2 separate regions of the Salmo salar genome follow, and region 1 is linked to region 2. A link is a contact called in public Hi-C data. All regions are on one chromosome and are shown on one strand. The core of a region is the stretch at or near the end of the contact, and the rest is flanking DNA. Distances in the headings are between cores, read along the strand shown. Region 1 has its middle 21 kb from the start of LOC123729052. Region 2 holds the start of LOC106578551 (BMP and activin membrane-bound inhibitor homolog).

Region 1 (6,490 bases), core at 2,905-5,404, 240 kb before region 2:
TAAGTATACTTTTAAATATTTTAAAAAGTGTCATATTTTTTCTGGGAGTGTATATGATCAGATTTTAATTACATGTCATGCTGCTAAAATGCTGTCAATTACACTTTAAATGCAAGAATGTTTCACACCTAAATTATTTTCAAAGAGACAAGCACGCAGTAATAAAAAACACAGTTCCACTCACCAGATGTTGACTATTTGAAACTTAACTTCTTGTTATTCTTGAAATGGGAGAGGCTAAAAAATGTGCAACACCATCCTCTTTGTTAACATCTGCACCGGCCGCTGCAAACTAGCTGACAACTAAAGCTAGCTAGCTAGACCGTGGGGACCTACTGCTCGCAATTGCGCAGTGACCTGTTGGATTTGAAGGCAGAAGTTTCCATACGTTTTTGGAAAAACTGTCCCACCCGTTAAGTCAAAATGTGATTGGTTGATTTCACTGTCACTTCAACATTTTGCCCTAATACAATTGAATGGCAGATGCCTTTATCTAGCTTCTGATGGCCTAGCCAATGGCTGATTTAGCTAACAAAGAAAAATCCTGATTGGATACTTTTTTCACTTTAGTGTTAACCCTTTCCTTTCCAACAAAAACTGACAAAATTTAATCAGAAGATCATTGAAAATAACAATATAATGATCATTATTCTTATTATTATAATCATTATTTTATAAATCCTTAGCCATTCTCTGAAGCCGTAGAAGGCCCATTGTTCCCCACTATGTTTGGGTTAGTAATAATTTGTTGAGTGGCTCTATTTTCCCTCAACATGCATTTTTTCACTATTCTGAGTGTCTAAAGAATCCATATGTTGTTTTGAAATATGAACCCAGAAATACTGGACATTTCAAACTCTTATTATGGTGGTGATTTGACAAAATTACAATCATTGAATTGGACTTGCATTTTTCTGGTCTTGACTCGGTTTCGGAACACTTGTTCCCCTCCCGGTCTTGGTCTCGACTCAGGCTAGATTTGCTCCGGTCTTGTTCTTGAATCGGTCTCGCTTTAGGTAGTCTCAAACACAACACTGTGTTCAGACTATTTGTCAAACGGCAGTCAAGCATTGATCACCATGTTACCAGAATAAAAGGAGCGTCACGGCCCTGCGATTTCTTTTTTCATTATAGGACCTTACTCACATTAAAACTGCAGATGGAAATGTGGTTACTGATATCAAAAATGTTTTATTCAACTCCTATTTGGCATATCTCTTGTGATGCAGTCCACAGTTTCACTGACTGATGTGTTGACTTGACAACTGCATCGGAGTTTTGAACGACCCTTCCCCCCTTTTGTCCCATGCTGGCTGATGACCTAGCTAGCCAGTAACTAGCTAACACCAGACTAGAGGTCGACCGATTATGATTTTTCAACTTCAATACCGATACCGATTATTGGAGGACCAAATAATAACAATTTTAATATATATTTGTAATAATGACAATTACAACAATACTGAATGAACAATGAACACTTTTATTTTAACTTAATATAATATATAAATAAAATCTATTTAGTCTCAAATAAATAATGAAACATGTTCAATTTGGTTTAAATAATGCAAGAACACAGTGTTGGAGAAGAAAGTAAAAGTCCAATATGTGCCATGTAAAAAAACGAACGTTTAAGTTCCTTGCTCAGAACATAAGAACATATGAAAGCTGGTGGTTCAATATCCCAGTTCTTCAATATTCCCAGTTAAGAAGTTTTAGGTTGTAGTTATTATAGGAATTATGATGTGTCGACTATTTCTCTCTATACCATTTGTATTTCATATACTTTTGACGATTGGATGTTCTTATAGGCACTTTAGTATTGCCAGTCTTTTCTCGGGAGTTGATAGGCTTGAAGTCATAAACAGCGATATGCATCCAGCATTGCTAAGAGCTGCTGGCAAACGCAGTAAAGTGCTGTTCGAATGAATGGTTACGAGCCTGCTGCTCTTCTACCACCGCTCAGTCAGACTGCTCTATAAAATATCAAATCATAGACTTATAATATAATAAACACACAAATACGAGCCTTTGGTCATTAATATGGTCAAATCCGGAAACTATCATTTCGAAAACAAAACGTTTATTCTTTCAGTGAAATACGGAACCGTTCTGTATTTTATCTAACGGGTGGCAACCCTAAGTCTAAATATTGCTGTTACATTGCACAACCTTCAATGTTATATCATAATGCATATACCCTGAATCTGCTTGCACTGAACGCAAGAGAAGTGACACAATTTCCCTAGTTAATATTGTCTGCTTACATTCATTTGAGTCATTTAGCAGACGCTCTTATCCAGAGCGACTTACAGTAGTGAATGCATACATTTCATTATTTTATTTTGTTTTGTTTTGTTTTTTGTACTGTCTGCTAACATGCATTTATTTGAACTAAATATGCAGGATTGAGAAAACATACTTCTGTGTATTGATTTAAAAAAAGGCATTGATGTTTATGGTTAGGTACATTTGTGCAACGATTGTGCTTTTTTCGCGAATGCGCTTTTGTTAAATCATCACCCGTTTGGCGAAGTTGAAGTAGGCTGTGATTCGATGATAAATTAACAGGCACCGCATTGATTATATGCAACGCACGACAAGCTAGTTAACCTAGAATTATCATCAACCATGTGTTGATGATAGTTATTATGTGAAGATTGATTGTTTTTTATAAGATAAGTTTAATGCTAGCTAGCAACTTGCCTTGGCTCCTTGCAGCCACAAGGTCCTTTTGACGCAATATAATCGTACATGTCGATGTCCAAAATGATCGATTATCGATTGTTATGAAAACTTGAAATCAGCCCTAATTAATCAGCCATGCTAATTAATTGGTCGACCTCTACACCAGACACAGATGAAAGGAGAAACGTGTAAGTATCTTTGCCATAGATGAATAAGGTAAACTTTTAATAAAATTTTCTGACACCCTACAGTCAAATTTTAGCACCAGTAGAGTAGCTATCTAGCCCCTCTGCAAACACGCCTTCTCTGTTGTTGGTGGTATTTATTTAAATGAGATAAGAGAATATCATGTTACCATTGTTGTATTAAAATTAGATAGGGTGACGTCACCAGTACCATGACCCGGAGAGAGACATGAGGGTGGCACCAGGATCTAGGTCCATCTCCAGGATGATCAGGTAGGTTACCTACACTGAAGTAAATAAAGGTTCTTAAATGGTTCTTTCTCAGCTCTTAATCTGAACTCTTGCCTGAAAAATACCTTTGAGTTTAGAGTAGGGTTCTTGATGTGGCATCTACGGTTCTTCAGAATTCTAAAAGGTTCTTGAAAAGTATGGAAGACTTTTATTTTACCACTATATGGTAATAACTTGTCACATTAATGGAGACAGGAAGCAGAACAGTAATTTGCAGGAAGATGTTTTCTTTATTCTTGCTTCTCTTTCATTTCTGGTCTGTACGTAGAATGTGTCCCAAATGGCACCCTATTTCCTATTTAGTGCATTACCTATAGGGCTCTGGTCAAACGTAGTGCGCTAAATAGGGAATATGATGCCATTTGGGACATACATGGCATTTCTCAGTATTGTCCAGGACTGTACGTGTCTACATTACATTTCTGAGATGTTTTCTGCTCTTTTAGCAGCTTCTAATCTAGTGAGTCTCATAGGCTGCTGATTTTCTATCTCAGTGATATGGCAGGCAGCTTGGCAGCCACCCCAGTCCCCTCGTCTGATTGTATCTGGTACAACACAAACACCAGCACAATATTTATCAAGACGTTTAGCCGACACACATTCTTCTCTCCCCCACGTCCTGTCCTCTCTCGCTTGCCCTCCCTACCTCCCCAATAAGGTCTCACGAATTCATTGCAGAAATTGACGCTCTGTAATAGCTTTCATCGTAATGAGAAGGGGACCAAAACACAGCGTGGTAAGTGCTCATATTTATTACTATAACAAAACACTTAAACAAAGAAACAAAACAAAAGCAGTTCCATCAGGCAACAAAAACTAAACGGAAAACAACTACCCACAAACACAGGTGGGAAAAGGCTGCCTAAGTATGATTCCCGGCCAAAACAAGGAAATACAATACATAGAATGCCCACCCCATGTCACACCCTGACCTAACTAAACAGAGAAAAACGGCTCTCTCAGGTCAGGGCGTGACACACTCCTTCTGCATCCGAAACAAGCAGTTAAGGATATTTTTTTCTCTCTCTCTCTCTCTCTCTCTCTCTCTCTCTCTCTCTCTCTACGGATCAGGGAACCATCAGACCAACATGAAGAGAACAGTGACAGACAGAAAACACTTTTTTATCAGTCTCAGCCCCCATCAAAGAGATCTCTCGCTCTGATGTCTGGCACATCCCAGGTAAAAACATAACTTTACTCTACGTCAAATGTGTCTAATCCCACTGCCGAGTGTGATGGCATGTTGAGGAATCCCACACAGTCCTCCAAGAGAAGAACAACAATTGACAGATTATTTATAGACCACTGTCACGCTATGGGTCAGCCTGGTTTCTCCCTTCTCCCCAAAGTACAAAGAGATTAGTTACTTAAATTCTAGCTCCTTTAAGTCAAATAAATTATTGTGTTGGTTACTACTTGACAGACTTGAATGATTAGGGAAATGTAATGGAACTTTTGAGAGGAAAGCCTTTTCAGATAAGCATTCGTAAAACTTTTGGCTCTGTAAGTTCATATTTTTTTACACCTTGAGTGAAAATGGTGATTCAACTTCACTTTGAGAACTGTACTGTTCACTCTTGAAAATAAAGGTGCACATTGGAACCAAATCAGGTTCTTGAGAGCGATGCAGTAGGGGAACCATTTTAGTGTCACTGAAGAACACTGCCAATACACAGCCAATGCAGTAGGTGGCGGCATGCACCTATAACATTTGTTTATGGACCGCCATAATACCAAAGAAGAAGAAGAAGAAGAAGAAGAAGAAGAAGAACTATACAAAATCCAAAGAAGAAATGTTTAGGGCCTCCAGGACCAGAATTGAATAGCCTTGCTGTAGGGATTTAAGCATATTTCCCAGTGTGCGATGTGCTGCATTCATTCATTTTTAGTCCTGTGGCCTTCACCAAGTGATATCCTAATGAATATGTTGTTGTCATTAAAATTGCAGTCTTTAAGACAATACATATTTCATAAGGCCTTATTTTAAGGGCCTTGTTTAACCCTTATACAGTGGCCTGAAACTCATTGTTTACAGGCCACATCAGGAATGCAAGTCACATTATTCTGGCTTGCAAAGTGAAGTGTAATTCATATTGGAATCCAGCCAGAGCGGGGCTATCCAACATTAGAATTTTTATTCATCCGCAACCTGCATTCAAAATGACTGCCAGGGTTGGGAAGACTAATATATGAGACTATCTTAAACATTTAAACTGGAACAACCGTTTAAGTAAAACGGGTGCATTAAGTCCAAGTAACAGATTGGAATAGTTTAGGAAAATGTATGCTATTTATATCTAAGTAGCATAAGATGAATCAATCAAAAACATAGATGTTGAAACAAACTATTTAAAAAAATCTACCTGCAATAGAGCATGCTGGGAAGTATGATAGTGATGGGTGTGGCTTTGGTTCAACTCTGGTTATTAACACCAACATTGGGTTTCTTTTACACCACTGAGTGTTAATTTTACTCTTGACTCAAGACTTGAAATGTTACATTGAGAATTCAACACTTGTTAACACTGGACAATTTTCTGTGTGCTATGAAAGGGACACATCTGCAAGTTTCCATACATTTCAAAAACCTTTTAGAATTCTGAAGAACCGTAGATGCCACATCAAGAATCCCACAATTAACTCAAAGGTTATTTTTCAGGCAAGAGTTCTCCTAGGAACATTAAGAGCAGAGGAAGAATAATTTAAGAACCTTAATTTTGTTCTGTGTGGGTAGCCTACATGTACCTTACCATGATGGGGATGGTCCCAGACCCTGGTGCCACCCTCATGTCCCTGTCTCTCCTCTCTCTCTCCGGGGCCTGACTGCTGCCATAGGATCAGGGCTCTCTCTCTCTTTCTCTCCCTCTCTCCCCATTACTCTCTCTTTCTCTCTTTCTTTGTGTCTTTCTCTCTCTTTCTCATCTACTGTACATAATCAGATCCACATGGAGACAATTTGGGGCCACGGTTGTCTCCACATATATGTAACACCAGGCAGGGCCCACATAGAACCCAACCGCATTGCCACTCTGCTCTGCCGGCCCGGCTAGTCAAATCAAGGTCACATTACATTTCTTCTTTAGGGGAAGCAGGAGGGAGTACACTCGCCAGCCCATATATTTCCAACCAACAAACTCCGAAATGATTAAAATGTTTGCATCTGGATAAATGCATGCTCTTTATAGACTATGTCTACGTCCCAAATGCCACACTTTTTTCTATAGAAGTGCACTACTTTTGACCAGAGCCCCATGGGCCTCGGTTAAAACTAGTGCACTATAAAGGGAATAGGATGCCTTTTGGAATTTAGCTCTAGGGAGATGGTT
Region 2 (7,061 bases), core at 3,453-5,952:
ACGCACCACACGGCCAACACACTCCGCCTGATACTACACACACACGCCACGGCGGCCCACACTCCCACCGTCTGGGTATGAAACGTCCCACCACCATGGCAGTGTGGTCCTCTCACTCACTACACATCCTCTTCCATAGTACTGTACACACACGAACACACCAGGGGGAAAAAACAGCTCGATAAGAAATCTGACATAAGCCACAGCTCTCTGTTCCTCTCTTTCACACAGCAAGGAAGAACACACAGGACAGGGTCTTTCTTTCAGACAAAAATATATATATTTTAAATCTTTACAATAGGCTTGGATCAAGAAACGTACACAGAGGAGTGCACACACCTACAGTCAACACTGAATTATTTAACTATTTATTTTTGTTTAACCCTGGTGTCAGTGTAAAAGTCTTCTTCTATTTAGCTTCTTTTTAAGCAAAACAACTTATTTTACTTTTTACAAATGTGCAAATAAGACAGATTTGGAATCCTTCAGCGCTCCGTGTAAAGTCCAGATTCCACATGCAGACAGGGCCTTGACAGAGCTTTCTCAGTCCGTCGGTCAGTCCTGTCCTCAAGTTTAAATACAGCCTCGATGGTTTGCCTTTCATTTTCAAGTAAAGTGCTCCTTTAGCAAAAACCACAAGGCTTGCGTTCAGTTTAGTCCTCTTTTTTTTCCTCCATTGAAAAAAACCCATCTGTTAAGTAAAATAGACAAAACGGGGTATTCATTTTTATAATTAAAAGAGAAAACCCAACGAGTAGAGGAGACAGTCTTGGCTGTTTTTTGGGCGGGGGGGACGGGGACGACATTAAGTAAAGTCAAACAAACTTAGAAAAGTAAGTCATACAAACTCCAGTTTCCCATGCCCACTGTACATCCCCCAGTGTACCAGAGACAGTATCTTGTCGTTCCCCAGGTCTGCCTGTCTCATCTTGTCACAGGTGAGGCAGCAGTTTTCGTGTCCTGTCACGGGCACCATACACTCCAGGTCAAGCTTCGCCATGTGCCCCTTCTTGGTGTGGTGGCCGTGGAAGCTGTAGTGGAGCCGTGACAGCATCTGCTGCCTCTGGTCCTGCAGCCGCTTGTTCTCGCTGCGGAGCATCCGTAAGGCCAGCATGATGAGAAGGACCAAGATGAGGCCTCCAGCGATGGGCACCGCGATCACCGCTGCCCTGAACCACACCTCTTTGGCCGAGGCCAGCTCCTGTACCCGTGTGACCAGGTGACGGTTGTTGCTCTCAGGCTGGTACCTGCTGTGGTCTGGAGGAGGAGACAAGAGGAAAAGTAGGTTATTTTATTGTCTAATGTACACTGATTTCCAGTGGAAACTTGGCTCCTGCTTTCAGAAGGGAAATGAAATGAGTCGCCGAGCCTTATCCAAAATAAGAGCCAAAATAAATGAATTTCAGCTTATAAACTAGCTAAACTCCAATATTTTTCATAACAGAAAGCCCTACTTGAGAGCTCTCCCTTCCTCTCTGTAAGAATGTGCACCTTTTCATAACTCAATGATGCTAGTATTTATGCCTTCCTACATGTAGCCTGTGAAAGGATATTCTACAAGGCACATTTCTACTCGGTGGAGAAATTGCATGGTGCACATGCAACAAAAAATATCTGATCTGCGTCCAAGTTCTTAAGGTAAACCGGTTGCCCCCAACGCTCCTCTCTTTGCCGCTGTGCTGCAACCCATAAAAAAAGCTAACTGAAGCTGTGTAAAGGTGGGAATTAGAAAAAGGTGTATGCATTACAGAAGACCATTAAACTAACCTCTGTGCTTGATTCAGTTACAGTATAGGGCTATGGTACATTTAAACACTATTTCAGAATATTACAGGGAGGAGGTGACCTGAATAGGCTACACTAGATATTGTCAGTTAGGTTGCTCTGTCTGTCACACATTAGAAACCTCATAGAACAGAATATAAAATAATACCCATAATGTTTCCAGTCAGAGCCATTTCATGTTTTGATTCTCTCTTCTTTTCTTACCTGTTGATTCTCTAGTGTGAGCCAGGTCGTGAAGGCCTCTGTAGTTGCACATGTCGTCGTGACAGCACTCCAGCATAGACAAACCCTCACTCAGGGCATTTGTGTTCTTAGAGCTGCATATGTCGGCAGCGTTCGCTACGGGATCTAGACACCCGTGCGTGAGGGGAGAGTTCGTGTTCATTGGGTCCAGCACCTTGGTGAAACAGGCGTTTAGATCAGATTTACACATGTAGCCCGTGGCCACGCAGTGGGGGGCATCACAGTAACACCGTATTTCTCCTAAAAGAAAAGAAATACGACGCGTTAGTCATAGGCCTACTTGATTCGTTTATGAAGTGTTGTAGGCTAAGTAGTAGCCTATTCTCCAACATTTCAAGAATAACTGACCACACATTCTACATATTATCTAGTAATAACGTCTCAATGAAATTGTTTGTGCTTTGAAACTTTTCCGCGTACAAGGCCTGCCTTTTCTAACTGGGCAGCAGTTTGGGAAATCAAAACATATTCCAACAGGGGAGAAATCTTGCGTTTCGTAGTCAAATTTGTGGAAATGTTATTAACTTCTCAGATAGATATTTGATATAGTCACACACACACATGGCTGTTATATCCAAGAATAACATAAGCCAATAGCATATCTACTTTACTTTTAAAACCAAATAATGATCTCAACTTGCTATTTAGACATTTTAATCGAAAACCAGACTACTTGTCTTTTAAAGACTGTCTAGTCGGATCTGAACTGACATTGGCAAAACGCATGTAAATGACAAGGTAACCCCTGAAAGACTTTGAGAAGTAGACGTGTTCAAATGAAATGCAGCACATACGCCGAGGTTAAGCCCTTTCCGTGCAAAATGGTCCTTTTAGTCCGTCCCTATTATAAAACAGGAACCGTGTATCTTATAATTAGTGGTTTGTTTTCCAAAGTCAATTTTCTTTCAACCCAAATGGAAACTCGTAAAAGGGGGTGAGAGAGCAGCCCAGGAGTCTCCTTTTTTTAGCTTTCACGCAAGAATTAGTGTGGTCAGGACGGGCTGGGCGCAATGAGCTCTCTCGGCTTCTCATCTCAAAAGCTTCCACCAAACAACCTTGATATTATTCGTTTTTTCGCAACAAATAATGTGCTAAAAACGCTCAGCAAATGCTACGAATAGCGTTTCACTTATAGTCAGATTATTTGAAATGACTGAAAACATTTTTATGGAGTTCAACAAGTTAAATATGGCACAAGCTATTTGTATCGACCTGTTATAATTTCCAATATAAATCCATAGCTTTACTAGTTAAAGGCTAATTAACATTGTTACAAGACAGCTACCCCCCAAAAACACACACAGAGACGCACACAAATAAACACAGCCGTTGTATGTTGTTACACGATGTTTTTTGTCTACTTCCAGTCTCCAGTTACATGCTGTCATCTTATTAATCATGCGCTGACCATTGACAGGGCCCTAAACACATTATAATGGCATTACGGCAACAAACTAATAAATATGGTCTCGTAATTGCCAAATGCTTTATATATAGGAGCCAAACATCCGTAGCGTAGTAGCTACTGGGCTTTGCTTTCTACTTTGGAGACTCAAGTTGAAGTATTTACATTAAACCCTATTGCCTATAGGCTACATAATACCACACATCCCATTGATGTGCACTAGCGCGAGAATTATGAGAAACATTAGGGCCATTCGGTCTGTTAAGGCCTTGCTATAGGAACTCATGGGGGAAAACACAGACCACAAACTGTATAGAAAGTTACGTTTTTCTTAGTTATAACAATGTTATGGCACCTGTCCTGTGTTGGAATATATAGTAGATTAAACAAACTAAAAGTTATTGAGATTTAGAAACAGCTATAGAAAACACGCCACCTGGATGCGCGGAAACGTTTTTGTTTAATTTGCATCATTCTTTATTATAGGAAAGATCAAAGTTCGAAAACTAAAGAGAGCGAAGAGAAAGTCATTTTGTTGACAAAACTGCGTTGTTTAATAATTTGACTTATTCAACGTTGCGCAAATGGAAACGGATAAGAAAGCAATGATTAGGCCTTTGGAGGTTCTGACCCTGTTTTCTCGCATTCACCCTTTTTTAACTTTTTCCTTTGGTCAGAAAAAGGCAAAGGGTACATGAAGGCATGTTTTAAGGGATCAAAGTTTACCTTTAGTGAGAAGAACAGCCATGGCACAGAGTTCCAGTTGTAGCCAAATGGAAATGAAACTGGAATGGCGATCCATTTACGACAAGTAGCCTAACTTTTTAGTCACTCTTGTCCAAGTACCAAAACCCGCAGGGCTGAGCTCGAAGACACGGTTACATGAAATCTACAGAAGAAATAGTTGCCACAATCACAATCCACCGGAAGACGTAAGAAAAGCACACGAAAAACGAAAGGCTTTTCCCTGCATAGGAAAACTAGGCTACATGAGAAAAAGCCTAAACGCCGACTGGTGTACTTGAACAGCCCTACTGGAAATGCGGAACACTTGTATCGTTAGTTTCTGAAAAGAGGAAGAAAAAAACATTCCTTTAGTAGAAAACCGGATAAATGTTGTGACTACTTGTCCAATCCGACTTTACACACATCCGCGATGATGGTCAAGCATAACGTTTATAATCCGAAAACAACGAAATGTGAATAAAATGTTGTCTACTCTCGCACCAACACCTCAATAGTCGAGTTCGGGTAGTGGACCTGGAGTTGAAGAAATATCCGAGCCAGACTTCTCTACGTAACACAACTCCGCCCCACCAGCGCCCATTGGAGCACCCCTCGCCCAATTAGCATACTTCATGAACTTTACATTTCCATTGGTTCACCCGGCGGTCACAATTTATCATTCCTCTTACTGATAGTGAGATGTAGTCTATCGTGCTGACTAGGCTACAGTAAAAGTGAAGAAACATTGTTACAGTTTGATTCACTCCTTTTGCAGACTGTGGCGTTGGCTACGCGACATTGTTTTTGATTAAATAGCAGCATCAAATATGCCTATAAATGCCTTAGAAACGTGTATAAACTATAACCATAGATGACATTCTACCTCAATAGCCTAATAATGAAAACAAACACTATGTGAACTTCCAAACAGACTAGGCTATTAGCTGATTTGTACATGTCTGTCTGTAGCTATAGTGTCATCCGCATTGCCTCGTCAGGCCGACGCCATCGTGAGCAGGTTCCCCAGGCTACGCCAGCCCGGAGATATCTAGATTGCTTCTGCCTGTGAGAATGGATGTTATGGGCGGAGCGGACAGGCGGTTAGAGAAATTAGCAATCCAAAAAGGCATATGGCGCCACTGAGACGACAGACAGACACTGACACTCAATTACCCTCCAACAATTCTATGCAAAACACACAGCAGCACTGGTCTCCGATCGATATCAAAAGCAACCAGCTCAACTCAAAACCGTCACTATCCGTTGAGGTGTTGATTGTTTAGGATGCAGACTGTTTGATGTTTGGTTTGAAAAATTAAAAGAATGAATTAAGAAAAAAACCTACTTTAAAGGCTGATTGATTGAGTTAGGATAATGAAAGATTACAACCACACAAACATAATTCAGGAAAAAGGTGAAGCATTATTCACCAATGTGGTATTGGTTATTTAAGAATTCTGTGAAGGAAAGAGATTACAGGCTACATGGAATGACAGCTAGGTAAGGTTTTGCACTGATAGCATCAAACATTCTCGTGGATAACTGTGCAGCAGCAGTTTTTGCCTGTTTCTATCCCGTAATTATAAACCCCTTCAGGCAGAATCCCCAGAAAAGGGCAACAACGGCGACCTTCTCACGACGGTAGCTAAATGTCATAGGCCTACTCGCATAGTTCTAAAAGCTTAGCCTTGTGGGTCTAAATGGACACGAATTTTCATAGAGTATGGAGAAGAGAGAGAGAGCAGACATAGAGACGCGCAGGCCTAATTATTTGCCCTACAGATAGATGGTCATCGACTCAGTGTCAAAGGGTAAAGGGGTGCGATTCCGCTCAAGGGGACACGTACAGAAATAACTGGATTGACAGCAATTATCGGTAATTGTCGGTAATTCCTGAGAGGCGCCAGACCTATCCCTGATGTGCATCATCATCCACCCAAATCTATTCAACAAACTAAACCTAACTTGTTCTTCTGCCTCTAAAAATGACAACTGTGGCAATAAGTAGTTTAGTTACATATTTCCCACAGCCCTTGCAACTTTCCATAACAAGCATAAAATTACTACTGTGCTCTGAAATTATGCTCTCCCTCAGGTTAATTAGTCTACGTGTAGGCTATTGGCTTTTGGGGGCAACTGTTCGACATAATAGCCATTTTCCCGAAAATAAAAGCAATTCTAAGAAACCATAGAAATTAAATAGAGGGTGTGATATTCTCAGACAAAAATAATATCCAATAGGCATTGAGGTTCTAGCTCTATCAATTCATCACGAATGGCATGTTCCATGCACGACAGGTAGGCATTTTGCCAGTATCACAGCTGTATGGTCGATTGACGCCATCTACTGACTCAGAGTGAAATGTCCTTTGTGTCTAAACTCAACTGTAGATCACATACTCCCTTGCACGAAAAATGCCTTAATGAATCAATCAATCATATTAACTAAAATCAACTCAAACCAATCAATACAATTAACTCAAATCAACTCAAACCAATCAATCAAATGAACTCAAATATTTGTTCAGTCATTTTAATATGCCTGAATAATACTAGAAGCTGTTTAGTTTCAAACAGTTGGTGCAAAGTAGGACACTGAGTATGGACAGGACAAACTATGCCATGTTATTTCTGTACGTGTCCCCCATCTGTCCCATGATGGCCAGTCAGTCCCAGCTATTGGGGTAAAACCTAGTAGATAGATTGACTGCATAATCAAAAAAGAGAACAGGTAAGAAAACAAAACAGTGTGTGTTTTCATGCTGAGGTGATCAGTGTCGGTGAGCTGGTCAGACTGGGGCTTTTCATGTTGCTGACCATTAAACTGTCCACACCTGGAGGTGTGACTCAGAGACAACAAGGGTGTGTATAGGGCTAGTCGTCTGAGGGCCCCCGGGGTGAG

Evidence for each region. Hi-C and Micro-C count contacts between places; a contact is called where the count stands out from the background.
Region 1: a contact with region 2 is called in a Hi-C map of gill, with 5 times the contacts expected there. The contact joins the enhancer-like site here to the promoter of LOC106578551 in region 2. A contact is called at or near these places in 2 of 3 Hi-C or Micro-C datasets (gill and muscle).

Annotation. Positions count from the first base shown.
Region 1 is chrssa19:19,092,280-19,098,769 of Ssal_v3.1, reverse strand. No RefSeq gene overlaps it. Among protein-coding and RNA genes, the nearest start is that of LOC123729052, 21 kb to the left of the region's middle. Within about 2 kb of position 4,154, at least 1 of the 13 cell types and tissues checked has an H3K27ac peak or open chromatin away from gene starts, as enhancers often do. A contact at or near this core is called in gill, where this site is marked.
Region 2 is chrssa19:18,847,367-18,854,427 of Ssal_v3.1, reverse strand. It overlaps LOC106578551 (BMP and activin membrane-bound inhibitor homolog), which reads right to left and starts at 4,702. Exons shown (of 3, transcript XM_014157506.2): 1 at 4,160-4,702; 2 at 1,990-2,268; 3 at 258-1,257. The coding sequence starts at 4,235. The coding sequence ends at 839.